Regions from separate parts of the Pan troglodytes genome. Here region 2 is linked to region 1. The links are chromatin contacts, called in public HiChIP or PLAC-seq maps. All regions are on one chromosome and are shown on one strand. The core of a region is the stretch at or near the end of the contact, and the rest is flanking DNA. Distances in the headings are between cores, read along the strand shown.

Region 1 (4,743 bases), core at 1,547-4,046:
CTGTGCCGTAGTCACCTGAAATAAGATTGTCCCTCAGTCCCTGGAAGCCACACCCAGGGGCGCTTTGCAGGCCCTATGCAGGAGGGGAAGAATTCTGCAGCCCCGTTCACTGATTTACAGCTGTCTCAAAAGGGAGGAAAGAGGAGATTTGCACGTGAATAGTCACCCCCCTTCACACATCCACAGACACTGGCTTCCACAAACCTACCCTGGACGTCTCTCGAAGGTTTAACCTTTAAGAGAGAAACCACTTGAAATTCTTGGGACCCATGGGATTGCTTTTTCCCATTAAAACTCTGGGATCAAAATTTGTGCCTTGAAATTCAATATCCAATTTTAATCCAACGAGAATCAAATCCTGCAAATGTAAGCAAGGTTGCTCTCCCTGAGTGCCCAGGCAAGTTTCCTGACATAAAACTGGGGTGGGAGGTTGCAATGGGCAGACAGTGATGTTTAATATATACCCTCACTGGGGCCTGTGGACTCAGAATCCACTGCTTTTGGCATTCCTGAGTTCTAGAAGCTTAAAAAAACAAAACCAGGTCACTTAGCTCAAGGAGTTCTGAGAACCAAAACAGACCTCAGGAATGGATTATCCTGCCCTAGGAGGCTCTGCTGGGGGAGGAGTCAGAAGGGAAGACGCGCTGAGGATAAACTGAACAGGAAGGAATTCTGGCTGAAATTCTATCAAAGCGGACTGCAAGATGTTTTCCCCAATACCAGGACACTATTCCAAAGTGACGTGAACACCAAGCCTGCATCACAGAAGCCGCTCCACTCTGTTCCTAGCCCCTTTTCCCTCCCAAGCACAACCTGATGTTCATGGCAAGCCAGAAACTTACCGTTGGAAGCCCCAGGCTTTACGCCTTGCCGTGAATCTCCAAGGTTTCCCCCAACAAGCGCATCCGTGCGGGACCACGACCCTCTTTCCGAGACCACTGCTTAAGTCAGAAGCACAAAAGCGGGTGCAGTGAGAGATACAAGTTCATTCCACCAGCACCAGCATCAAACCCACCACCCAGCCCCAGTGCGCCCTGGCCCGCCTGTTGCAGGGGCCTCAGCGATAGCGGTCGGGAGGGCCCACAGGTTTCCAAACTGGCCCGGTAGTGACCCGCTTCTCCAGCTGCGGCGGGAGACCCGGGTCCCTGCCCGCCCGCCGCCGAGCCCCGCCCGCCCGAGCAGAGAGAAGTGAGCAGAATGCCACGCTCATTTACACACAAAATGATTTTGTGTCCCATTGCGCTCGCAGTTGTTCGGCTCTCTGGGGGTGATTAAACTGGCTGAGCTGCGGCAGCTTGAGACGATTTCACTAAATCGCTTCTTCGTGAAGTCGCTTCTTTGCTAAGCTATTATTTTAACCATAAAAGGTAAACAGAAGGCGCCTCTCGAGCTCCCCTCGGCTCCGCACTCAGGGCGCTGGCCCGGGGCGAAAGTCCTGGGGGCCTGCACAATTGTCCCAGGGGTGGCCCCGGAGAGGCAGGCGGGCCACCTGGTGCGCGCCAGCCTCCCCACCACCCCCCCGCCTCCGCCGCGGAGCCAGCCGGCCGGTGTGAACTTAGGGGCGACGGGAGACGGCTTGGGCCAAGGCTGGAGGCGCCGCGGGGCGGGGTGGCCGCGGCACCCGAAGCGCCGGGCTGGGCTGGGAGGGGTTGCCGCGGAGGCGGGGCGGGGACAAAGTTAAATCAAGAGGCAGACACTTGGAGACCACAGATGGGAAGCTCGCCTAATTAAGGACGTAAAAGCGCTTTTGTTCTCAAAGTTTATTGTTGCCGGGATTAAAAAAAAATTAATTGAAACTAATGCTGTTATTCACTCGTGCAGTTAAATTCCTTCATGCACATTTGAGATACGGAGCGAAAACTTGAAGCTTATCTTTCTGCAGTCGCGGGTGGGGGCCGCCGGAAGACAGAAAGGCGCTGCAGCGGCGGGGGTCCGCCCCCGGGTGTGTTTGCGAGTGTGTGCCGGGTGCGCGCGTCCAGGTCAGGGGGTGCGGGCGGGCAGCGGGGAACCGGACCTACAGGCGGCGATCCCTCTCATCGCGGCCCCTCTCCCAGCCCCAAACCCTGCGCGCCCGGGACCACCACCAGCGCGACAGCCCCTCCTGCCAGGTTTCGGACTCGTGGGGTGGGCGTCAGAGGACGCACATCTGTCCCACTGGAGACTTTCTTTCTCTGATTTTGGGCGCCAAGCCGGGCCTTGTGCATCCCGAAGCCCCAGTTGCGTGAGCCCGTTTCTGACCCCGGAAACTCGCCAGCACTGCAGGGCGCTCGGCCCAGAACAGGGGCCAGAGTGCGGGGACCTCCACAAGCGCGCGCGCGCACGCACACACACACACACACACACACACCGCGCGGCAGGAAGCTCCGAGACCGCCCGCGTGGGGAGGGTCCACCCGCGGCCAGGACCAGCCCACGTGGGCAACCCCACTCTTGCACCAGGCCTTTGTGCTGGGCGCCCCCGCGCCGCCAGCTCCCGCCGCCCAGCAGAGGGACAAAGCGGCCGCCCCCGCCCAGGTCCGAACCCTGGCCGGGCGACTTTCTCGGTATCGCAGCCACTTCGGGGCAGGGGTGCGCGGCTCTGAGCGGTGGCCGCCCGCGCTGAGCTTACCTCGGAGCCGGAGCGGCAGATCGGGCTCGGGCGCAGCCCCCGCCCCACGCAGCTGCCGGTCTCGGGCGCCGGGCGCAGCTTCGCCGCCTATGCTCGCTGCGCGGGTCGCTCCGGTCTCGTCCTGGAGTTACTTTCTCTCTCGCCCCCAACCCTCCCCCCACCCACCCCTCCCGCCCCGGCCCCCGCTTCGCGCGGCCCCTCGCGGCGCGGCGCGCCGGGGCCTCCCCTCCCCACCCTCCCCTCGCCTCGCCTCCTCCCCTCTTCGCGGCCGCCGCCTCCGCCGCCGCCGCCTCCTCTTCGCGCCGCTCTCCGGCTGCCCTCCCGCCGCTCCCACCTCCTCTCCTCCCTCCTCTCTCTCCGGCGGCCTCCCTCGATTGCTGGAGAGAAAACCAGCCCCCCACTCCAGCCCCTAGCCAGCGCCTCGCCGCGGCCCAGCCCGGACGCAAAGGGCAGCGATCCGGCCCCAAATTACCCAGCGCGAACGGGCGCGCGCGGCGACTCCTGGCTCGGGGCTCGGCTGCGCCGCGGGGCAGAGGATTAGAGTCGCAATTAGCTCCGCGCGCCCGCGCCTGGCGACAAAAACGCGCCGTTTCCCCTCCTTTCGCCGGGCGATCCCCACCCGCCTCTCCCGAAGCCCGCGCCTTCCCGCCGGGGCCGCGGCCAGGACCCTCCCGGGAGCGGTGCGCCCAGGCCCCAGCGCCCTCCGCGGCCCAGCCCCCCGCCCCCCGCCGGCCGGCCACGCGGCGCCCGGGCCTCCTCCGGGCTCGGGTAGGGGGCGGGGGAGAGGCTGATTTTAATCATTGTCATTTCATCTGATGTAATATTTCCCCGGGCGCTTTCAGCTGGGCATAAATTTTCGGCTCCCAACTAAGTAACACAGGGCACGTTTCTCACATTTCTTGACTCCTCGGTTACAAAGAGGAGAGCAGCCGCCGCCGCGGCGCCCGGGGCTGGGGGCGGGACTTGGGAAGAAACTGGGCTGCCAGTCGGTCGGGGCTGGAGCGGAGCCGGGGGCCAGGCCGCCCCTCCCCCGCTCCCTGGCCGCCCTCCCAGGGTCCCTGCCCCGCTGCCCCTCTCCCGTGACGTCTGCGGACACGCGGTCGGCCGCCGCGGGGGAGGGACGCGCTGGGGCACCGGGCCGACCGCTCGCGGCCAGACGCGCCATTTCCTTTACGCGCGCGGCGCGATGGAGACGGCGGCAGCCAAGACTCCCCGCGGCCGAGGTCCGCGCCCCGGGCGCCCCTCCCCAGTCTCCGCTTCGGCCGCCCCTTCCTCCTCTTCTCCCACTCCCACTCCTCCTCCCCTTCCTCTTCCTCCTGTTTCCTTTGCGCCCCGCCCGTGCCTCCTCCTCCTCCTCGGCGACCATTTCCCCGCTCCTAGGAAACGGAGCGCGCGACTGGCCGGCACTGCGCCCCCGCCTGGCTCCAGGGACGCCCGGGCCGGAGACCGGCTGGGACCGCGGGGCGGGTGCGCACGGGCCGGAACGGCGCCTGGGCCCCGACCGCCGGCTCCGGCCGGGCCTGGACGCCCCCTAGCGGCCGCACTCCCAGGGTGGGGGGCGCTCGGGGTCGGCGTGGAGCTGGGGTGAGGGGGACTCGGGGTGCCAGTGGGAGGAAGGTGAAGTGGGGGGGGCTTTCTCCCTCGACTAGAGGACCTCGCTCGCGTGGAGAGAGCGTCCAGACAGCGCTTCCGTAACTTCTTTACGCGGGAATCAGCCGAAACTTTCCTCCTAAGGGAAGGTTTTATTTATTTATTTATTTTCGAGTTCGAACTACAGGAAAAAGGGGGAAATTTTCTCATTAAAGTTACATCCCTGCAGTTAGTTCAATTATTTGATATATGCAGAAGATGTTGTAAATTTATAGATTTAAATAGCTTACAAAGATGCCGCAGGCCCCATCAGTTAATTTCCTTAATTTATGGATTTTGAGCTGCTCCTGGAACAGAAAGAGGCCCTGGAAGTAGGTCAGGGATCTGTGCAGGGGTTGGGAGGGGCTCCCGCGAGGCCCAAGGGCTGCCCACTCTGCTCCCTACGCCCCGGTACCTCCGGGCTTCCAGCTCCCAGCTTCGGCTCAGCAGCGCGCTCTCTGCGCGTTCGGCACGCTGGCCAGGCCCGGCCCGGCCCGAGAGGTCAGC
Region 2 (4,743 bases), core at 966-3,465, 360 kb before region 1:
TGCAACTATCACCATCTCGTACTACTCCTTTATGGTGTACAGTTCTATAACATCAAAAGGTTCCCTACCCAGGTATAAGATTTGTCCCAACACCAGGGCTATTAAAAAGATTTACCAGAGGCTGGGCGTGGTGGCTCATGCCTGTAATCCCAGCACTTTGGGTGGCCGAGGCGGGTGGATCACCTGAGGTCAGGAGTTCGAGACCAGCCTGGCCAACATGGTGAAACCCCGTCTCTACTAAAAATACCAAATTAGCCAGGGGTGGTGGCAGGCGCCTATAATCCCAGCTACTTGGGAGGCTGAGGCAGGAGAATCACTTGAACCCGGGAGGCGGACGTTCCAGTGAGCCGAAATCATTGCCTTTGCACTCCAGCCTGGGCAAAAAGAGCTAAACTCCATCTTAGAAAAATAAATAAATAAATAAATAAATAAAGGATTTACCAGAGCATCCAAGAAATATTATTAAATACTTGATCCCGTGAAACCACTCCCCTATCAGTTAACGATTTTTAAAATTTTACAGATTTCGAAAATCTTCTTCTTTATCCTTGGACCTAACCTATCCAGAGGGTCCCTAACCATGCTATGCAGTTCCCACCTCTACCAGAAGTGCTGGGAAAATCACCTAGGTTATCTAGCTTCCCTCAAAGTATTTTACACTGTTGTGAGATTTCCTTTAAGATTCAGGAGCTAAAGTTTATTTTCTTTCTGGTTTCCTGGCGGAGCAAAGGCTCTGCACGTGTGAACGGAAACAAAACCCACACAGACTCTAGGGATGCCAAATATTAACACTGTGGGTAGGGGCACCTTCCTTCTCGGCCGAATTCCCTTTCCCAGAGAGCCTCCAGAGGGATCAGTCAACGCCCACTGAGCCTGGATCAAAGGTCAAGCTTGCCTGGTCAAGAAGGATCCTGGATCAAGCTTGAACCCGTTTCCAGAAACAGGGGCGCCAGGGCAGCAGCAAGCATTTTTACCACGCGCCCTAATGAGAGGGTTGCACAACAGGCTTTGAGGATTCCGGTTTAACAGGTAAATACCAACAGAGGATGAGCCGAGGGAGATGGGATCTGCTCCACGGCATCGATGGCATTTCGAGAATGTCTGCGTCGCAGAGCAAACCCAAAGTTTTAGCACATTACTCAAGAGTTCACCAGAGGAAGATCGCCACGAATTGAAATGAACAAAGTGAGAAAATGGGTGCTGTGTAGTCAACGCATCCGCGATGAACTCAAGCTGGGCGGAAAAATTCTTTGAATACTCCGGCTTTGTTTTGTGCTAAGACGGCAGAAGCCCCGAATTTCGGAGTTGGAAGACGCGTACTTCAGGGCCGCCCGCCGCGCACTCAGTCCCGTAGTTCCCCGGGCTTCAGGCGCGGACATTCCGGGGGGCGGAAGCCAGGGAGCCGCGGGGAGGCCGCGGTCCGGCCCGCGACGCCGGGGCCCGGAGAAGGGAAGCGAGAGGCCTCCCGGAGCTCGACGGAGGGAGGGGAGGGAACGAGGAGGCTGCGGGCCGGAGCGGGGAGCAGCCCCGAGCGGCGCCCGGCCCGGCCCCCACCCTGAGGCCCGGTCCCGCGTACCTTTGGCAAGGGCTACGGTGGAGTTTTCGGTGTCGATGGTGTAGAGGATGCCCTCGTAGCGGATCTCCGCCTTGGAGATGAGGCTGATCTTGCTGCCGATGTAAGGGGTGCCCCCGCTCATGGCGCCGCCGCCGCCGCTCCTAGCTGCTCGCAGAGAGGCAGATCCCACGCCACTGTCGCCCGCTCCGCACGCCCGCTCGCTCGCTCCGTCGGCGCCTACAGCAGCCGCTTCAGACCCAACATGGCGGCGGCGCCGGCTCCGCTACCCTCCCCCAGCCTCCCGCCCTCAAGCCGCGGCGCGGCGGCGGCGGCGGCGGCAGCGGCGGCGGCGCGGGGCATGCTGGGAGGGCGAGGCCGCGCTCTCGCGAGACTTGGCCGGCTACTGGTGGCTCCCGGCTCATTCGTGGCCTCGGGAGTCCCGGCAGCGCTTCTTGGCCTGGACTACGGTGGTGGTCTTGGGGCCGCGTGAGAGGAACTTCGGGGACCGGCTGAGTGCCTCCTGGCACCCGCTTGCTGCGGGCTGGAGAGGAGGCGGGCGGCCCTCCTTTTGACTCAGGCCGTGGCCGCCTTGTCGTGGGTCCTGTGTCTTTGCCGACGCGGGGCCCCTGGCCTGGAGCGCTGCCCACCCGCCTCCGAGCTGTGGCGAGCCGCTGCTCATCCTTTTAAGACGCTGAACCTGCACCTCGTGGAGCTCCTGCGGCTCCATTACCGCAGTCATCGCCCAGGGAGCTTCCCCCGAGGCTGCCCCTGGAGCTGGGGCTCTCACAAGGACTCAAGTGTTTCAGCCCCTTCCTGTCCCGCTCATTCAGCCGGTCTGAACCAGTTTCATGGCTTGCAACGCCATTGTAACTCACTAATCCCAATTATCAGTATGTAGCTTGGATCAATTCCGTGAACCAGGGTTTCTGTCGAATCTCAAACGTTAAGGGTCCAAAGCCATGCTCCCTGTTTCCCCTCTAACCTGCTCCTTCACCACCGTTCCCGATTGATGTAAACGGTACCATTTTTACTCAGCTGCTCAGACTAAAAGCCGTGAGTCAGCCTTGCCCTGTCTTGCTTCCACATCTGTTCTGACTACACCTCTCCGTTATGTATACACAATATATCCTAAATCTGACTTCTCCTCATCTCCATTCCTACACTTCTCCCACAAGCCACGATTACTCGGGCTGAATTATTGCAGTAGCCTTCTGAAAGTTGCCTCTGTGTCAACTCTTGCTCCCAGTACTTTATTCTCAATACAGCAGCCAGAGAGATCTTCTTAAAATCTAACTCAGGGCTGGGCGCAGTGGCTCACGCCTGTACTCCCAGTACTTTGGGGGCCCGAGGCGGGCGCATCACCGGTCAGGAGTTCGAGACCAGCCTGGCCAACATGGTGAAACCCCGTCTCTACTAAAAATACAAAAAAATTAGCCAGGCGTGGTGGCGCGCGCCTATAGTCTCAGCTACTTGGGAGGCTGAGGCAGGAGAATTGCTTGAACCCAGGAGGCGGAGGTTGTGGTGAGCCGAGATTATGCCACTGCACTCCAGCCTGGGCGACAGAGCGAGACTCCGTCTCAAAAAAAAAAAAAAAAAAAAAAAAAAAATCTAACTCAGATCATGTCCTTCCTCTACTCACTCTACTGATCCCATGTTACACAGAGAGAAAACCAGACTTTGGTGTCTAAGGATATACAGGATTTAGCTTCTCGTTCTGTTCCAGTCGCGTCTAATTCGACCAGTACTTGAGTACTTTATTCCAGTCTCTGCTGAAGCATCACCTCCAGAGATGACGTCCCTGACAGCCTTGTTTAAAATAATACCACTCACATCACTCTACATCTCCTTAACTCAGCTTGTATTTTCTTTATAGCATGTATCTCTCTCAAGTATGTCTGTTTAATTATTTGTATGTATCTGTCTCCTTCACTAGAATGTAAACATTTTGAGATAGTGATGTTGTTTTGGTCGCTGCCGTATCATCAGGGGCTTAGTAACAGCACCTGGCACAGGGCAGCTGCTCAGTTAATATTTGCTGCATGAATGAACAGCAGGATGAAGGCAGAGCACAGGCAGGACGGTGAGCTGAGTGAGCAAATGGCGAGAAGCCTGGCATCATAAGAGAGGGACACAGGAGAGAGACAGAGCTCTGATGGGGCTGGTGCACAGTGGCTACAAAGAAAGGTTTGGAAATCCCTGTTTCAGTACAAGGTCCTTGCGAGGAAGTTGAATTATTTGTTTTCGTTTTTTTGAGACAGTCTCACTCTGTCACTCGGGATGGAGTGCAATGGTGCCATCTCGGCTCACTGCAACCTCCGTCTCCTCTGTTCAAGCGATTCTCCTGCCTCAGCCTCCCGAGTAGCTGGGATTACAGGCGCATGCCACCACGCCTGACTGATTTTTTGTAATTTTAGTAGAGATGGGTTTCACCATGTTGGCCAGGCTGGTCTCGAACTCCTGGCCTCAAGTGATCACCTGCCTTGGCCTCCCAAAGTGCTGGGATTACAGGCGTGAGCCACCGTGCCCGGCAATTCTTTCAAGGCTAAATAATATCCCTTTGTATGAACATACTGTATTTTGTTTATCCATTTATCAGTTGATGAACATTTGGGTTGTTTTCACTTCTGCTATTATAAATATCCATGAGTACCTCTATGAACAAGTTTTTGTGGGAACATGTGTTTTCAATCCTCCTAAGAATGAAGTAGTTCAGCCATATGGTAACTCAGAGTTTAACTTTTTGAGGAACTGTCAAACTGTTTTCCAGAGCAGCTACACTATTTTACATTTCCACTGGCAATTGTATGAGGGCTCCAATTTTCTCCACAGCCTCACCAACACCTATTATTGTCTATCTTTTTTTGTTTGTTTGTTTGAGACGGTGTTTCGCTCTTGTTGCTCAGGCTGGAGTGCAATGGCGCGATCTTGGCTCACCGCAACCTCCACCTCCCGGGTTCAAGAGATTCTCCAGCCTCAGCCTCCCTAGTAGCTGGGATTACAGGCATGCACCACCAAGCCCGGCTAATTTTGTATTTTTAGTAGAGTGGGGGTTTCTCCATGTTGGTCAGGCTGGTCTCAAACTCCCGACCTCAGGTGATCCGCCCTCCTTGGCCTCCCAAAGTGGTGGGATTACAGGCGTGAGCCACCGCACCCCGCCATTTGTGTATCTTTTTGAGACAGGGTGCCAC

The links. HiChIP or PLAC-seq counts read pairs in DNA pulled down with a chosen protein or histone mark.
Region 2: a contact with region 1 is called in an H3K4me3 HiChIP or PLAC-seq map of stem cell-derived excitatory neurons, with 5 times the contacts expected there. The contact joins the promoter of LSM14A here to the promoter of KCTD15 in region 1. A contact is called at or near these places in 1 of 7 Hi-C or Micro-C datasets (stem cell-derived neural progenitor cells) and 1 of 1 datasets of contacts at active chromatin or transcription factors (stem cell-derived excitatory neurons).

What each region holds. Positions count from the first base shown.
Region 1 is chr20:36,911,193-36,915,935 of NHGRI_mPanTro3-v2.0_pri, reverse strand. KCTD15 (potassium channel tetramerization domain containing 15) reads right to left here and starts at 2,796. Exons shown (of 7, transcript XM_009435247.3): 1 at 2,608-2,796; 2 at 843-938.
Region 2 is chr20:37,270,893-37,275,635 of NHGRI_mPanTro3-v2.0_pri, reverse strand. LSM14A (LSM14A mRNA processing body assembly factor) reads right to left here and starts at 2,215. Exons shown (of 10, transcript XM_054673276.2): 1 at 1,577-2,215. The coding sequence starts at 1,697.